Regions from separate parts of the Mus musculus genome. Here region 1 is linked to region 2. Evidence: chromatin contacts called from public HiChIP or PLAC-seq data. All regions are on one chromosome and are shown on one strand. The core of a region is the stretch at or near the end of the contact, and the rest is flanking DNA. Distances in the headings are between cores, read along the strand shown. Region 1 overlaps Foxn1 (forkhead box N1). Region 2 holds the start of Spag5 (sperm associated antigen 5).

Evidence for each region. HiChIP or PLAC-seq counts read pairs in DNA pulled down with a chosen protein or histone mark.
Region 1: an H3K4me3 HiChIP or PLAC-seq map of the SCID.adh cell line shows a contact between it and region 2, with 12 read pairs. The contact joins the enhancer-like site here to the promoter of Spag5 in region 2. A contact is called at or near these places in 2 of 39 promoter capture datasets (embryonic stem cells and liver), 4 of 115 datasets of contacts at active chromatin or transcription factors (the SCID.adh cell line, bone marrow-derived macrophages, embryonic stem cells and 1 more) and 3 of 9 other capture datasets (adipose tissue, liver and pancreatic islet).

The regions. Positions count from the first base shown.
Region 1 is chr11:78,356,871-78,363,825 of GRCm38.p6, forward strand. It overlaps Foxn1 (forkhead box N1), which reads right to left. Exons shown (of 9, transcript NM_008238.2): 7 at 4,556-4,763; 8 at 3,907-4,398; 9 at 707-2,200. The coding sequence ends at 1,881. Among named protein-coding and RNA genes, the nearest start is that of Gm30367, 12 kb to the right of the region's middle. Within about 2 kb of position 3,376, at least 141 of the 459 cell types and tissues checked have an H3K27ac peak or open chromatin away from gene starts, as enhancers often do. A contact at or near this core is called in the SCID.adh cell line, bone marrow-derived macrophages, embryonic stem cells and 1 more, where this site is marked.
Region 2 is chr11:78,296,200-78,303,711 of GRCm38.p6, forward strand. Spag5 (sperm associated antigen 5) reads left to right here and starts at 5,392. Exons shown (of 24, transcript NM_017407.3): 1 at 5,392-5,511; 2 at 5,696-5,821. The coding sequence starts at 5,461. Gm3948 (predicted gene 3948) reads right to left here and starts at 5,312. Exons shown (of 4, transcript NR_166889.1): 1 at 5,106-5,312; 2 at 3,923-4,011. Rskr (ribosomal protein S6 kinase related) reads left to right here. Exons shown (of 12, transcript NM_001287206.1): 12 at 1-606.

The DNA.
Region 1 (6,955 bases), core at 2,126-4,625, 59 kb after region 2:
AGTCACGGCAGCATCGGACAGGTGTCAGAAGAAGAGTCATTGAAAGAAGTCAGCTCCTTTCTCTGGACAGCTAAGCCCAGATCCCCATTTTTCAAGTTCCTCTGAGAAGAGGCCTTGCCTGGCTGCTCACTCTGCTTGGTCTAGAGCAGTGGTTCTCAACCTTCCTAATGTTGTGACTCCCCCCCCACCCCACCCCCCATGTAGCTCCTCGTGCTGTGGTGACCCCTGACTGTAAAATTACTTCATTGCTATTTCATAATGGTAATTTTACTACTGTTATGAACCAAAATATAAATATCATCTGCTATGGAGTCTATGATATATGACTCATGTGAAAGGGCCATTTGATTTGGCCCAAAGGGGCTTCAACCCACAAGTTGAGGACCACTGGTCTAGATGCCTTACTAAGGTAGGAGAGATGCTCAGACAGTTAAGAGTGCTTGCTGCTCTGCTAGAGATCCTAAGTTTGGTTCCCAGCATCCACCCAGAGGCTCACAACTGCTTGTAACTCCAGCTCCAGGGAATCTGATGCCTTTTGGGGGGCAGCACACATATGCACAAACATACACAGCACACATTTTCCAATGCACACACACCCACTCCATATATATGATCTATCTATAGCTACATCTACATCTATATCTTTAGAGTCCTTGTAGACACCCTGCTTGGGGACTGAAGGTCCCAAAAAACGAAGGCTCAGTAGTTGCAACCATCAGGCGCTTACTTTATTGTTCCAGGACAGGGGACAATGGTAGATGACTGAGGGATCCGCCCACCCTCGTGTGAGCTTGGGGACAACCTATGGAGGTTCTGGTTGCCCTCAGGCCCTGGGAAAGCTGGGGATCCCATTTGGTGGGTCATGGTGGGCATCTGAGTCACAGCTCAGCTCCACGGACATTCTGCCGGCTCCCTGGGAGCCCCAAGTCTGCTATGCAGGTGTGTGTATGTGTGTGTGTGTGTGGGGGGGTATCACACACACACACACACACACACACACACACATCATCCTGTAGCGGGTTGCAAACCCTAGTTACTCAGGATGCTTAAGACAGTTGACCGCATCCAATAGGCTGGGGCTTGAACTATATGAACCTCTCATTGAGAAAGAGTGAGACTTGGCAACCTGAAGGGGGCCTTTCCTGTGGCTGAGACTAAGAGAGGGGGTTCAAGTTTCTGAGGACAAGTTTTTTTTTTTTTTTCCAAACATGTTGTGTTGGATTTGGGCTCAGTTTGGTCCCAGGGTAGATGCTGCCCCTTCTGTGTGTCACCTTGGAGATGGCCAACCAGAGTATATACTGAAGATGTATAGATAAATTCTATGAAGTAGTTGTCTCCCTAAGGGGTTCACAGGTCATACGGGAGGAGCCCCTGTAGGCTTTAAGGGTGTAAGATGGGAGAATAAATAGAGATTTCTGGGAGAGGGCCAAGTCTGTAGAGCACATGGGGATTGGGATGAGGTTTGGAGGGGTGATCTTTGACCTGTCACACTGGCCCTGAGCTTTGCTAACTAAAGCTTTTAGCTCTCAGCTGCCCCAGAAATCAAATCAGACTCTGTGACCCAAGGCTTCCTCTGAGTGTAAGGCACATGATGAGCAGGTGTGTAGAGCTTGAGTTCACGCTCGAGAGCTGAAGTTCGAGTGAGCTGGCGCTAGGGGGCGCGCTGTTGCTTCTTTTCCGACACTTTCCTTGCTGGGGGCCCCGTGTGAGATGCGGGTCCACCAGGTAGCATCCTAGATGGATGCCCCCAACTTCTGGCTAACAAATAAGTTGGCTGAGTGGCATAGGAGACAGGTAGTGTTTTCCTTCTTTGACCTTTAAGGTGAGCCCAATATGGGGCAGCCAGCTAGGCAAAGGCCGCAGCTGATGTTGGGCATAGCTCAAGCCAGAGCCAATGGCTTTGAGCCGGGACTGAGGTACACGGCAGGGCCGGCAGCTGCTGAGGAGGGCGTGGACTCCAGTTCCACAAAGGCGGAGTAGAGAGTGCTGAGGTGCATGTCTCCCAGAGCACCGGAGCCGCCGCTGCCTGGAGGTGCCAGTTCACCTGCCTCATTGCCTGTTTCTGCCAGACAAGGCCCTGGGGGGAAGCAATGGGCTGCTGGTGGGGGTGGCAACATGGAGGATGACGTCGGCGACGAGGTCACCAATACGAGGGGGTCCAGGGCCAAGCTGTCATCCTTCAGCTGCTCCCACAGATTTCCTAGTCGGGGAGAGGGAAGAAGCCTCATCATTGGCAGGCCATAGAGAGTTAAGCCCAGTCTGTCTCCCACCCAAGTACCTCAGAAGCCTCAGAGAACAGGAGTCTGGTGATGCGGACTGGAAGCCTATCTTGGCATCCACTCTGGGACCTCAAGTAATCACTGAACTTTTTTTTTTTTTTCCTGAGCCTCAGAGTCCAGCTCCGAGCTCCAAGGTAGCACGGTGTAAAAGCCATAGATGCAGGCGACCCCTATGAAAGGGTCATCAGACTTTCCATCGGGGTCGCGACCCAGAGGTTGAGAACCACTGCCATAGTTGCAGGTAACCTCTGGGCCTCTTCGAGAAGAACAGGGTACTAGATTAAGGTTAAGGATTTGCCCATTTGAAGGTTGTTGCAAAGCTCTTCTTGGAAGCGGCCTAGAGGCCCCCCTGAACCTCTTCACTCAGGCTTCTGCCTTGGTTCCCAAAGGTTGATTTGCCGCCTACAGTCTTCCCACAGTGCACCACCGAACTTGATGAGGTACACAGGTCTGGCTCCCTAGACCCTCCTCCCCGCCCCCTCACAGGACCCAAGGTACAGGGATAGAACCAGAAAGGACACTTGACTCTGAGGAACAAACAGTGCTGTCACTGAGTTCCTCCTAGGGTCGTGTGACCTGCCGCGTGGCAGGCCAGTGACTGGAGTCGCTGCCTGGAACATCATCACCGCAGGGTGGAGAAAGAGACCTGACAACGCTGGCTGCTCTTGGCCACCTGGGTTCAACTCCTTCTTTCTGGCCCAGCGACCTTGAGTGGATGTATCTCTCTGTATAGTATTGTTTGCTAGGTCCAGATGGGAAGAACATATGTAAAGCTGTTTGCAAGATGCCTGGTACTCAGTAGGAGCTTGAGTGGGTATTAATTAAGGGTTTTGTGATGCTGGGGTATTGACCCTAACTAAGGATTGGTGCATGCTAGGCAAACGCTTTACCCCCTACCCACATCTCTAGCCTTCTGATAGAATTTATAGTATCCCACGTCCACATAGCCTCCTCTGCAGCCGCCTGTTCTCTGCAGCCGCAGCAGGTCTGGAATGAAGGTCTATGTGAAGTTTATTTCTAACAGTCTAAGGTATAGATCAACAGCCTCCTCCAAAAAGGCTTGCTCGGTACACTACAGTTCAAACGGGAAGGGGCGGGGCTTAGAAGGGTAGAGGGTGGGGCTTGGCTGCCTGTAGGATGGAGCGGGCAAGATGGAGGAGAATGTAAAGATTCACCTCTCTGGGCTTGTACCCTCAAATCTCTCTAGGACATGCTTAGCTCTGAGGTCTTCCATTCCATAGAAAGTCTGTCTCCTGAAGTGAAAGCTAAATTCTGATAAAACGCAAATGATTTTGGAACGTTTAGCCTCCCAGTCCCTCACAGTCAAGTACACCAATGGAACTTCCGGCTTTTCCCAGCTTTGTCAGATGAGCGGTTTGATGATGAAGCCATCTGGTACATGATCAGAGTACCAGGAGGGGGGAGATGGGGGAAAGAGCCTTTTAGCTCATGATCTGGAGGGCAGGGAGCAAATGCGAATTTAACATTCCTAGTCATCCGCCTCAGGTGACAAGAAACTCAGGAGCCAGCAGGTGGCAGCCTAGAGACATGAAGAGGCTAGGCCACGCAGCCAAGAGCACCTCTCTAGTCCTGTCCCACCCTTCCCAGCTCCCAGCTCCCAGCTCACCCTGGAAGTCGAAGTCAGTGAGAGAAGGGTTGATAGCATCCAGGTCAGTCCCAAGGTCTCCATCTGGCAGTAGAGTATCGTGCATGGTCCTGGCTGAGGAAGGCTCAGCCATCAGCTTGGCACCGTGGCTGGGTGGTGTGTGGGCAGGTAGAGGTGAGTCCTGGGGGGTGCCTGGCTGGGCCTGCAGCTCAAGATGCCCATCTGGCTGTGGGAACAATGGCTGCTGGTGTCCAGAAGGGGCCAGGCTGGGGGAAAGGTGTGGGTAGGTCTGCCCATAGCAGGAGGGAGCATGGCCACCCAGTAGGTCCTGCAGGGGGTTCTTGCCAGGCATGGGGCCTGGAGCTGGATGCATTGGGTGCAGAGGCTGGGAAAGACCAGCTGATGGTGCCATGGGCCGGATGGGACCTGGGCCTGCCAGCCCAGGGGGTGGACAGCCCAGCAGCGGAGAGCCCAGTTTTTCCCTTTTGTCTCCAATGAGGCTGTCCAGCTCTTCTGCAAAGGCCCAAAAGAAAACACCATGAGGCCTCTCTCCTTTGTAGCCTCCCAGCCCAGACCCCCCTCCCTGTATCCCTCTCTCCCCAGGCTCTGCTCTTCTTCATTCTGGTACCCAGGTCCCTTGGCCTTTCTCACACAGGCCTGACAGCCTCACCTGGTTTGGCCATGCTTTTGCGCACAGCAATGGGGTCTTTCCTCTTCCACTTCTGCAGTTCTTCCTGCATCTTGTCGATTTTGGAAGGATTGAGGGCCCACAGACAGCCCTTTCGAGAGGAACTTCCGGATTTATTCTCCACCTTCTCAAAGCACTTGTTGAGGGACAGGTTATGGCGAACAGAATTCTTCCAGCCATCAGGAGCAGTCTACCAGAGCAGAACAAGAATCCAGGTTGGGTTCAGGCGGCAAGAAATGGCTCTAGGTCTGGGGATTCTAGAACATTCCTTCGCCAATTCTATACATAGGGTCTCTACACACTCTGGCTTGATGTATTCAGCTCCAAAAGCATTCGTAGAACCCTTTAGTGGGCAGAATCGTTGATCCTAAGTTAGTTTTTGTTTTTTGGTTTGTTTGGTTTGGTTTGGTTTGGTTTGGTTTTTCGAGACAGGGTTTCTCTGTATAGCCCTGGCTGTCCTGGAACTCACTCTGTAGACCAGGCTGACCTCGAACTCAGAAATCCACCAGCCTCTGCCTCCCAAGTGCTGGGATTAAAGGCGTGCACCACCACTGCCTGGCCTAAGTTAGTTTTTTTTTAGCTAAAATCTAAAAGCTGCTGTTACCCTACCTAGCTCTTAGTCTAGACCCTTCAGAGGATGTGACCCTTTGTATATTTATTATGCACTTTATGTGTACATGTGGGTGCCTGTATGTCTGTCTATGCACCACATGCATACAGGAGTCTGTCAAAGAGGGCACTGAATCTCCTGGAACTGGAGTTATAGATAGTTTGTAAACCACCATGTGGGGCTGGGAACTGAATTCAAGTCCTCTGCAAGAGCAGCCAGTGTTCTTAACCACCACCTCACTGCTTTTATTGTTTTTGTTTGCTTGTTTGCTTGTTTGTTTGTTTTTGTTTGCTTGTTTGTTTGTTTTGGGGGTTCTTTTTTGAGACAAGGTTTCTCTGTATAGTCCTGGCTGTCCTAGAACTCACTTTGTGGACCAGACTGACCTCAAGTTCAGAGATCCCCCTGCCTTCTGCCTCCCGAGTGCTGGGATTAAAGGTGTGCACCCCCCCCCCAGCTCTCTCCGATATTTGTTAGCCACCACTCCTTTTGGAGATGGGACCTCACTTGTAGTCCAGGCTCACAGTAAGATGCTCAGAGTCTCTTGGGTGCTGAGATTGCAGCAGGCATAAGTCACAATGTCCAACTTGTGATCTTTCTTTAAGGGACAACTGGTAAATGCCATTGAGGCCCCTGGTCTATTTCCCCACTGAAGCAGGATATGCTCACTGGGCCTTCTGGCCTATGTGTCCCCTTGTAGAAAGGGGAAGATCGCCATTTTAAAGTCTTTGGGGACAGCTTTAAAGGGAGAACAGCATAATGCGTTTCCTCTGGGTCCACCTCATCCCTCCAGAGCAAGCTGGGCAGAAAAGGGTTGGTGAACAGGTGGGAGTTAGCACACCTGCTGCCTCTATGTTTGATGGCAGATGCGGTGTTGGTAGAGGCTGGGGTAGTCGTATGTGACTGAATATTCACCAGATCCTTCGACATCTCTCGGTGGGAGTGGCGTCTCCTACCATAGGTCTCTGAACTCCTGAGTGAGGATGGCTATGTGTGAGAAAGTATCTCAGAGTACGTGTGTACCCATGATTGAGTGTGTGGGTGTGAGTTCGCATGAGTGTGCCCTGGAGGTGTGCCCTGGTGGGGAGGCCAGCCCTCAGGCAGGGGGTGCTCGTGCCAACAGAATAAACACCCATTAGGAGGCCCGGTCATGCCACCAGTGCAGTAATTGTGCCCAAGGAGGGTTGTAAAAACCATTAAGCTGACTCAGTTGGGTGAGAGGCGGTGGCAGGGATGGTGGTGGAGGGGCATGGGCCTCCTGTCCCCCACATCTGGCTCAGTTGACCACCCTGAGCCCGACGAGGGCTGGCGGTGGGTAGAGCTACCTCTCCAGTTGATGATACTTCCTTACACCCTGGCTCCTCTCGCTTTCAGCCCCTCTTTCTGGTTAATGAGAGATGGCCACGCCCTCCTCCCTAGCTCCCTTGCCCCAGGGTGCAGCCAAGCTGAATCACGCCTAGCAGAACCGGGCCCTGGGTCCTGATGCCAGTCTCACTAGAGTTGCTGGCAGCAGCTGCCGGAGCCTTTCTTGGGGACAGCTAACCCATCATGGGGCTGGTCCTGATGACCCCAAGGTTCATCAGGGGTTACCAGCGAGCATCTTGAGCTGCTGGACCTTCTTAAGCTCCCACAGCTGACTCTACTAAGAACCAAAGCTCCATCACCCCAGAGCAGACTTAATGGGCACCGGGAACTTTTATGGTCCCATAAATGTGTGACTTCGGATGCCAGGGCAGCCCCCACCGCAGCCACTTCCTGTTTGGAAGAGGGATGGT
Region 2 (7,512 bases), core at 4,142-6,641:
GAAAATCATCCAGGCCTTTTATGTAACTTCTGGTCTTTTTTCATTTTCCTCAATTCTCAAAAGTTCCATTTTTGTTGTGATCTTTTTTAGGGTTTTTAAAATGTTTATGTGTATGAGTAATTTTACCTGCAAGTATGTACTCTCCAGCCCCTTTGTTCTGACATTTAAGGAAAAGTGTGCTTTAATCTAGATTATTATTTTCCAGTTATGTCTGATCTCTTTTCAGGCCAAAAACTATCTGAAGACTACCCTGTATCCTCCTGGTTACTCTCCCTGGGTTAGACCAGGTCTCCCATCTTAGTGGCCTCTGTAGAACGGTTTTGTTCTTTGTGCTTTGGCAGTCCGTATGAGTCTCAATGAATTTGATGCTCTAATTGTGTGTTATGGGGCTGGAGAGACAGCTCAGTGGCTAAGAGCACTTGTTGCTCTTGCAGAGGACCTGGGTTTGATTCCCAGCACCCACATGGCAGCTCACTGCCATCTGTAACTCCAGTTCCAGGGGATCTGACGCTCTTTCCTGACCTCTGCTGTCTAGCACACTAATACTACGTGTACACATGCAAGCAATTCACTCATACATGTCAAATAATAAAAGTGTTAAGGGTGTTACTGGAGGTCATAATGTTCTAGGTAAGAACACTCAGGGAATTCCTGCTAGACCAAGTTATGATCTTTCTGAGATGCTATTCAGCTCTTTTTTTCATTTTTTGGCTTTGGTCTTTCGAGGCAAGGCTTCTCTGTACAACAGAGGCCTGGCTGTCCTGAAACTCAACTCTATAGACCAGGCTGGCCTCAAACTCAGAAATCCGCCTGCCTCTGCCTCCCAAGTGCTGGGATTTAAAGGTGTGCACCACCACCAAGCCTGGCAGGGTTAATTAAGAGACTTGAATTTGAATTTTGGGATATCTGGTTCCTGATCAACAAGTAACTGTTTTATTATGGTTGTTGTTGTTGTTTTGTTTTGTTTTGTTTTGTTTTTGAGACAGGGTTTCTCTGTATAGCCCTGGCTGTCCTGGAACTCACTTTGTAGACCAGGCTGGCCTCGAACTCAGAAATCCACCTGCCTCTGCCTCCCGAGTTGCTGGGATTAAAGGTGTGCACCACCACGCCCGGCTTTTTTTTTTTTTTTTTAAATGTATATGAGTGTTCTGCCTGTGTGTATGTCTATGCACTTCCTGGTGTCCAGGTAGGTCAGAAGTCATTGGATCCCTGGAAGTAGAGTTATAGTTGTGAGCTGTTATGTAGGTGCTAGGAATTGAACCTAGGTCCCCTGGGAGAACAAGTACTCTTTACCACTGAACCCTTTCTCCAGCCCGAAACCTAGAACTCTTAAAAACTGAGAACTTTTTCAAAATAGGGGAACATAACATGACAAGTCAGCTGGACTTCTACCAGTGGGCTAGGAAGGCTTTGTAATACTTCAGGACAAATGCAAGAGTAGGGAGGCATGGCGGCACATGCCTTTAGTCAGGACTCAGAAGGCAGGAAGCTGGTGGGATCTGAGGCCAGATAGCAAGTTCCAAGCCACCCAGAGTTGAAATAAATAAAATTTCTTTTAAAATATTTTTTAAAGTTCTAGTCATCATTGTCCCTGGTTACTTAGTGAGTTCAAGGTTAACCTGTTTTCTTTTAAAAAGAATGCAAATAGTTGATTTTTGTAACAGATGCCTTTAACCCCAGAACTTGGGAGGCAGAGGCAGTTTGATCTCTGATTTTGAGGATAACCTAATCTATAGAGGGAGTTCCAGGACAACCAGGGCTACAAAGAGAAGCCCTATCTGGAAAAACTAAACCAACCAAATAAATAAGTGGGGAGAAAACATGAGAGAACATAGAAGAAACATGAAAAATCTAAGTGGAAAAAGACGGAAAAAGCTGGTTGGGTGTGGTGGTACATACCTTTAATGGGGCAGAGGCAGGTAGGTCTCTGTGAGAACAAGGCCAGACTGATCTACATAATAAGTTCCAAGACCGCTAGGGCTACTGAGAAACCTTGTTTCAAAAAAGAAGGGAGGGACTAGAGAGATGGCTCAGTTGTTAAAAGCACTGACTGTTCTTCCAGAGGTCCTGAGTTCAATTCCCAAGAACCACATGGTGGCTCACAACTATCTGTAATGGGATCTGAAGCCCTTTTCTGGTGTGCCTGAAGTGTACTCATATACATAAAATAAATAAATCTAAAAAAAAGAAAAGAAAAAGCTTTGGTAACACAGGCCTATAACCCCTTGATGTCAGGACTATAAAATCCAGTTAGGGAAATTATGTCCTTAGCAAGACCCAGTCATAGTAAAAAAAAAAAAAAAAAAAAAAAAGTGCCAATCTGTGCCGGGCATGGTGGCACACGCCTTTAATCCCAGCACTCGGGAGGCAGAGGCAGGTGGATTTCTGAGTTCTAGGCCAGCCTGGTCTACAGAGTAAGTTGCAGGACAGCCAGAGCTATACAGAGAAACGGGGTGTCTCAAAAAAAAAAAAAAAAAAAAGAAAGAAAGAGCCAATCTTAGATATATATGTTTATGCATCAAAGTATCTTTAAGAAAAAAATGTGTATATTAACAAAATTAGTCTGTGTGTACATACATATGTTTATACAAAAGTTTATACATATAATCGATCATTTCCTGAGGATAGAATTGGTCTATCTTTAATTCATCTTTGCATTTATTGTTTTGACCAAGGTGTTACAGTATTTTCCATCCTATCTCATCCTCCCTATTCATATTTGTTACTAGTAGCACACTACTGTCTTTGTATGAGCACAGCTGGAATCTCACATGCCAACTACCACAAGGCCTAAGCATTCCACACACATTGTTTGTGTGATACAAACTTTTGCTAACCTTTATTTACCTGCCTGGACTTTTCCGACACTATCCACTATTTATTTGCTGGGTCTTTTTGATGGACCATGTATTAGTCAGGGTTCTCTAGGGTCACAGAACTTATGGAATGTCTTTATATATTTAAAGGGAATTTATTGTAATGACTTACAGTCTGCTGTCCAACTAACCCAACAATGGGCAGCTGTGAATGGGAAGTCCCAATATCTAGCAGTTGCTCAGTCCCACCAGGCTAGTTGTTTCAGCTGGTCTTCTGTCTAAGCTGGAATCCTGAAGAAGTAAGTAGGGTCCAGATGTCCTGGCAAGTGAGTGTAAAGCTGCAAAGCCTTTCCCTTCTTCCATTGTCCTTATTTAGGCCTCCAGCAGACAACTTGGCCCAGATTAAAGGTGTGTACCACCACGCCTGGACCTGGAACTTGCTTTGCCCCAGGCTGACTTTGAATTCAGAGATCTGCTTGCTTTAGTCTCCTGAGATTAAAACTATACACTACCTTGCCTGGGCCTCAAGGTTTTCATGACCACTATGCCTCAAGATCCAGGTCAGAAGCCTGTATTTTCCAGCCTCAAGATCTGGATCATGGGTGTGCCCTCCATTTCTGGATTGTAGTTCATCCCAGACGTAGCTGGCAACCAGGAACGGCCACCTCAGACCACAAATACTCTTGGGGTACCTTTTGCTGAACCTTGGACAATTCCAAGCTCAAAAGCATTCTCAGGACTCTGAGGCAGAAGGATTGCCGAAAAATTGAGGCCAGCCTAGGCTAAAGAGAGATCCTGCCTCAAAAAAGGAAAAATCACTCTATTGGAAGAGCAGTTGCTTGGTAGAGCACAAACTTAGCATGTTCTAGGCCCTGGGACTCTTATCTTCGGCACTACCCACCTATCTTGTCTCCCCCTGTTTTTATTCAAGCAGTTTTTCTAAAGCCTACAGACTGGTACTGTTTGTCTCTAGAGTAGCAGTGTTCAATAGAAGTATAATGAATGCACTCAGGAGGCAGAGGAAGAGCTGAAAGGAGCCCGATCTATACCACCAGAGACTAGCTTAAAACAAAACAAAAAGACATGTATGATTTTAATCCTAGTACCCAGGAGGTAGAGGGCCAGTGGGTCTCTTTATGAGTTCAAGGCCAGCTTGATCTGATTTCCAGGGTAGCAACAAGTACACAGAGAGACCCTGTCACAAAGAAGAAATGAAACACAAGTTAGTATAACTTATATGTCTGTACATGTTCATGTACCTGTCTACCTGCTTGCTCACATGTGTAGGGCTTTGTGGAACCAGAGGTCAACATTACATATTTTTTTCAATCACTCTAGACTTTATCTTTCAAGACATTTTCTGTTATTGAACCCAGAACTCACTGATTCATTAGACTAACTGAGCAGCAAACCCCAGGGGATCCTCTCATTTCTGCCTCAGCCCCCATGTTGTTAGGAGAACAGGCAAAAACTGCTGCACCCAGCCCTTTTTTTTTTTAACAGGATCTATGTAGCCCTGGCTGTCTTGGTACACACTGTGTAAACCATCCTGGCCTCGAACTCACAGAGATCCACCTGCTTCTGCCTCTTCAGTGTTGAGATTAAAAGTGTGCACCACCATGCCCGGCTTTTTATTGGGTATTGGAGATCCAAATTCAGGCCCTCAAGCTTTCCTGACAAGCTCTAAGATGGAGTCATTGCCCCATTCTTCCCCTTACATAATTTTAAAATTGTCACCCATGTTCAAAAGGTTTAAAACAAGAAATTTTAATATATTTTATTTAACCTAGCATATCTAAAAATATTTCAGTATGCAATTAACATTAAAAAAATAGTTTTTCCATACAAGGTCTGAAATGCAATGTGCATTTCACACCTGTATTATATTCCCATTTGAAGAATTCAGAGCTACATGCAGCCCGCAGAAAGTTACTGACCAGTACAGTTCCTGATGGGCGCGCATACCCTGACAGAACCCTACAGTTTCTAACATTAAAGCTCTTCTTTGGTTCTCTTCTTTTTCTTCATACATTAACACTTCTAAATTGGCCTGTGATTTCATCATTCAAGAGGCTGAGGGCCAGGCAGTGGTGGTGTGGGACACGCTGTTTGTGTGTGTGAGAGTGTGTATGTGTGTGAGAGAGTTAGTTATTAATATAGCAAGCACTTGAAACAGATCACCATAAATGCACAGTAAAGTAAATATCAACTATTATTCTAGTGATCTTGTTACAGTAGGCTCCGAGGTTAGACACAAGAAAGGCCCAGAAATTCTGAAGAGGCGGTTACCTGAAGGCCGAAATTGGGCACTTAGGAACTCCCTCTGGCCGTTATGAAACTGGCACCTATGCCTGGACAGCCCAACCCTGGGGGAAGTGCGGCTCACTCGGTAACCGGGGGAACGGAGCCACTGAAACAGGACTCCACGACTCTCCAGCAGCCCACAGACACACCAGCCTGCCAGATGGGTGCTTCAGTGGAGGCGTTAGGCTGAGCGGCTCGTGGGGGCGTGACGCGCGCAGGTCCCGCCCACCATACGTACCGCGGCCCCGCAGCCAATCCCGAAGTGCGTATTGGGTTCAAATAGAGGCGGCGGGTGAAAGTGGCCATTTCGACTTGGTCTGGTTAAGTGATCGAGTTGAAAATGTGGAGGGTGAAAACACTGAATCTCGGTTTGTCGCCTTCGCCCCAAAAGGTGAGGAGAGAACTCCGGCAGACAGGGCGCTACCTGGGCGGGGCCGGGCGGGGCCGAGGCCGGTGAAGTCCGGCTCCGGACGAAGTGGGGCAGCGGGAGGCATTGTCCGCCCCGGCCTAGCGGTTGTGGGAAAACACTCCGGGAGGCCGAGACCAGCTTTCCTCACACTCGCTTTCTCTCTCAGGGGAAGCCAGCTATGAGTACTCCTCTCCGAGAGCTTAAACTACAGCCCGAGGCCCTCGCCGATTCAGGGAAAGGTCCCTCTATGATCTCCGCGCTGACCCCATACCTGTGCAGGCTGGAGCTGAAGGTGAGATTTTTAGCTTCACAACTGGGCTGTTTGCCCAGGCTCAGATGCTCAGAGGAACAGAGGGCCAAAGCTGGAACGTAATTAATAACGATAATGAAGTCTTCCACTTCCGTGACATCCATTTACAGCTATTCAGGCCAACAGAGAGGTGCCCTGGGGTGGTTAAAACGAATCCACTGAGAACCCACACCTCTATTTAGCTGGGTTCGATTTTTTTTTTTCTTTACCTCTTTTCTTGTTTTTGACCTATACCAAATTCCCGAGAAATACTGGCACATTTATGGAGAGATCTGTCTCCAAGAGTTGAAACCATATCCATCTATCCTATGGGGTAGTTAGAATTTTCCTGTATCCAATACTTTAAACTATTACCTTGCAGAATTGCCTATATTGAGCTGTACCTTTTAGTTAGAAGGTTTTCTATTGTTACTGTTACTATTATTGTTGTTTTGGGTTTTGTTTGTTTGTTTTTGTTTTTGTTTTTTGAGACAGAGTTTCTTTGTGTAGACCTGGCTGTCCTGAAACACTTTCTGTAGACCAGGCTGGCCTGAAACTCAGAGATCTGCCTACCTCTGCCTCTCCAGTTCGGAGATCAAGGGTGCCAGCCACCACTACCACCACTCAGCTTCTTTTCTACTTTTAGATTTTTTTTTTAATGTTTTAGATTTTTTTTTAATTACTTGTCAAATGACTTAAGAGAAATAGTACAAACTGCTTTTGTAAAACTTGTCAAGAGAGGAGTTTGACCCACTGGGTTCTTTAAAGACATTTTGTAGAACTTACTTGGGAAATTGTCCTGAAGAAATTGCTATCATTTCCTCTTCCTATAGGGAGAACCAGGAAGCCTACCATTCTTTCAAAATATGAAAGTTTGCTTTTTTTTTTCTTTGACCATGATTTTGTTATTTTATGGTGCTGGGTATTAAACCTAGGTCTTTGTGCTTGCTAGATGGATACTACACTACTACTAAACTATACCCGCAATCCTATTTCATTAACTTTATTCTGTCTTTAGTAACTCAAGATTTTTGTTTGTTTGGTTGGCTTTGGTTTTTTAAAAAATATTTATTTATTTATTTATTTATTATATGTAAATACACTGTAGCTGTCTTCAGACACTCCAGAAGAGGGAATCAGATCTCATTACAGATGGTTGTGAGCCACCATGTGGTTGCTGGGATTTGAACTCCGGACCTTTGGAAGAGCAGTCGGGTGCTCTTACCCACTGAGCCATCTCACCAGCCCAGCTTTGGTTTTTTTTGAGACAGGGTTTCTCAGTGTAGACTTGGCTGTCCCAGAACTCACTCTGAAGACCAGGCTGGCCACTCAGAGATCCACCTGCCTCTGCCTCTTGAGTGCTAGGATTAAAGGTATGTGCCACCACCAGCTGGCATTCCTGGAGTGATCTCTGAGTTATTCTGGTGTAACTCTAGATTCTGAGAGCACTTGAAACATTTCCCATCCTCTGTTCAGTCTCTCCTACCCCCCACTCTTTCTCTCTTAAGAGTTATCTATTTATTTTATCTATACGAATACACTGTAGCTGTTTTCAGTCACACCAGAAGGGGGCATCGGATCTCATTACAGATGGTTGTGAGCCACCATGTGGTTGCTGGGATTTGAACTCAGGACCTCTGGAAGAGCAGTCAGTGCTCTTAACCGCTGAGCCATCTCTCCAGCCCCTACCATAT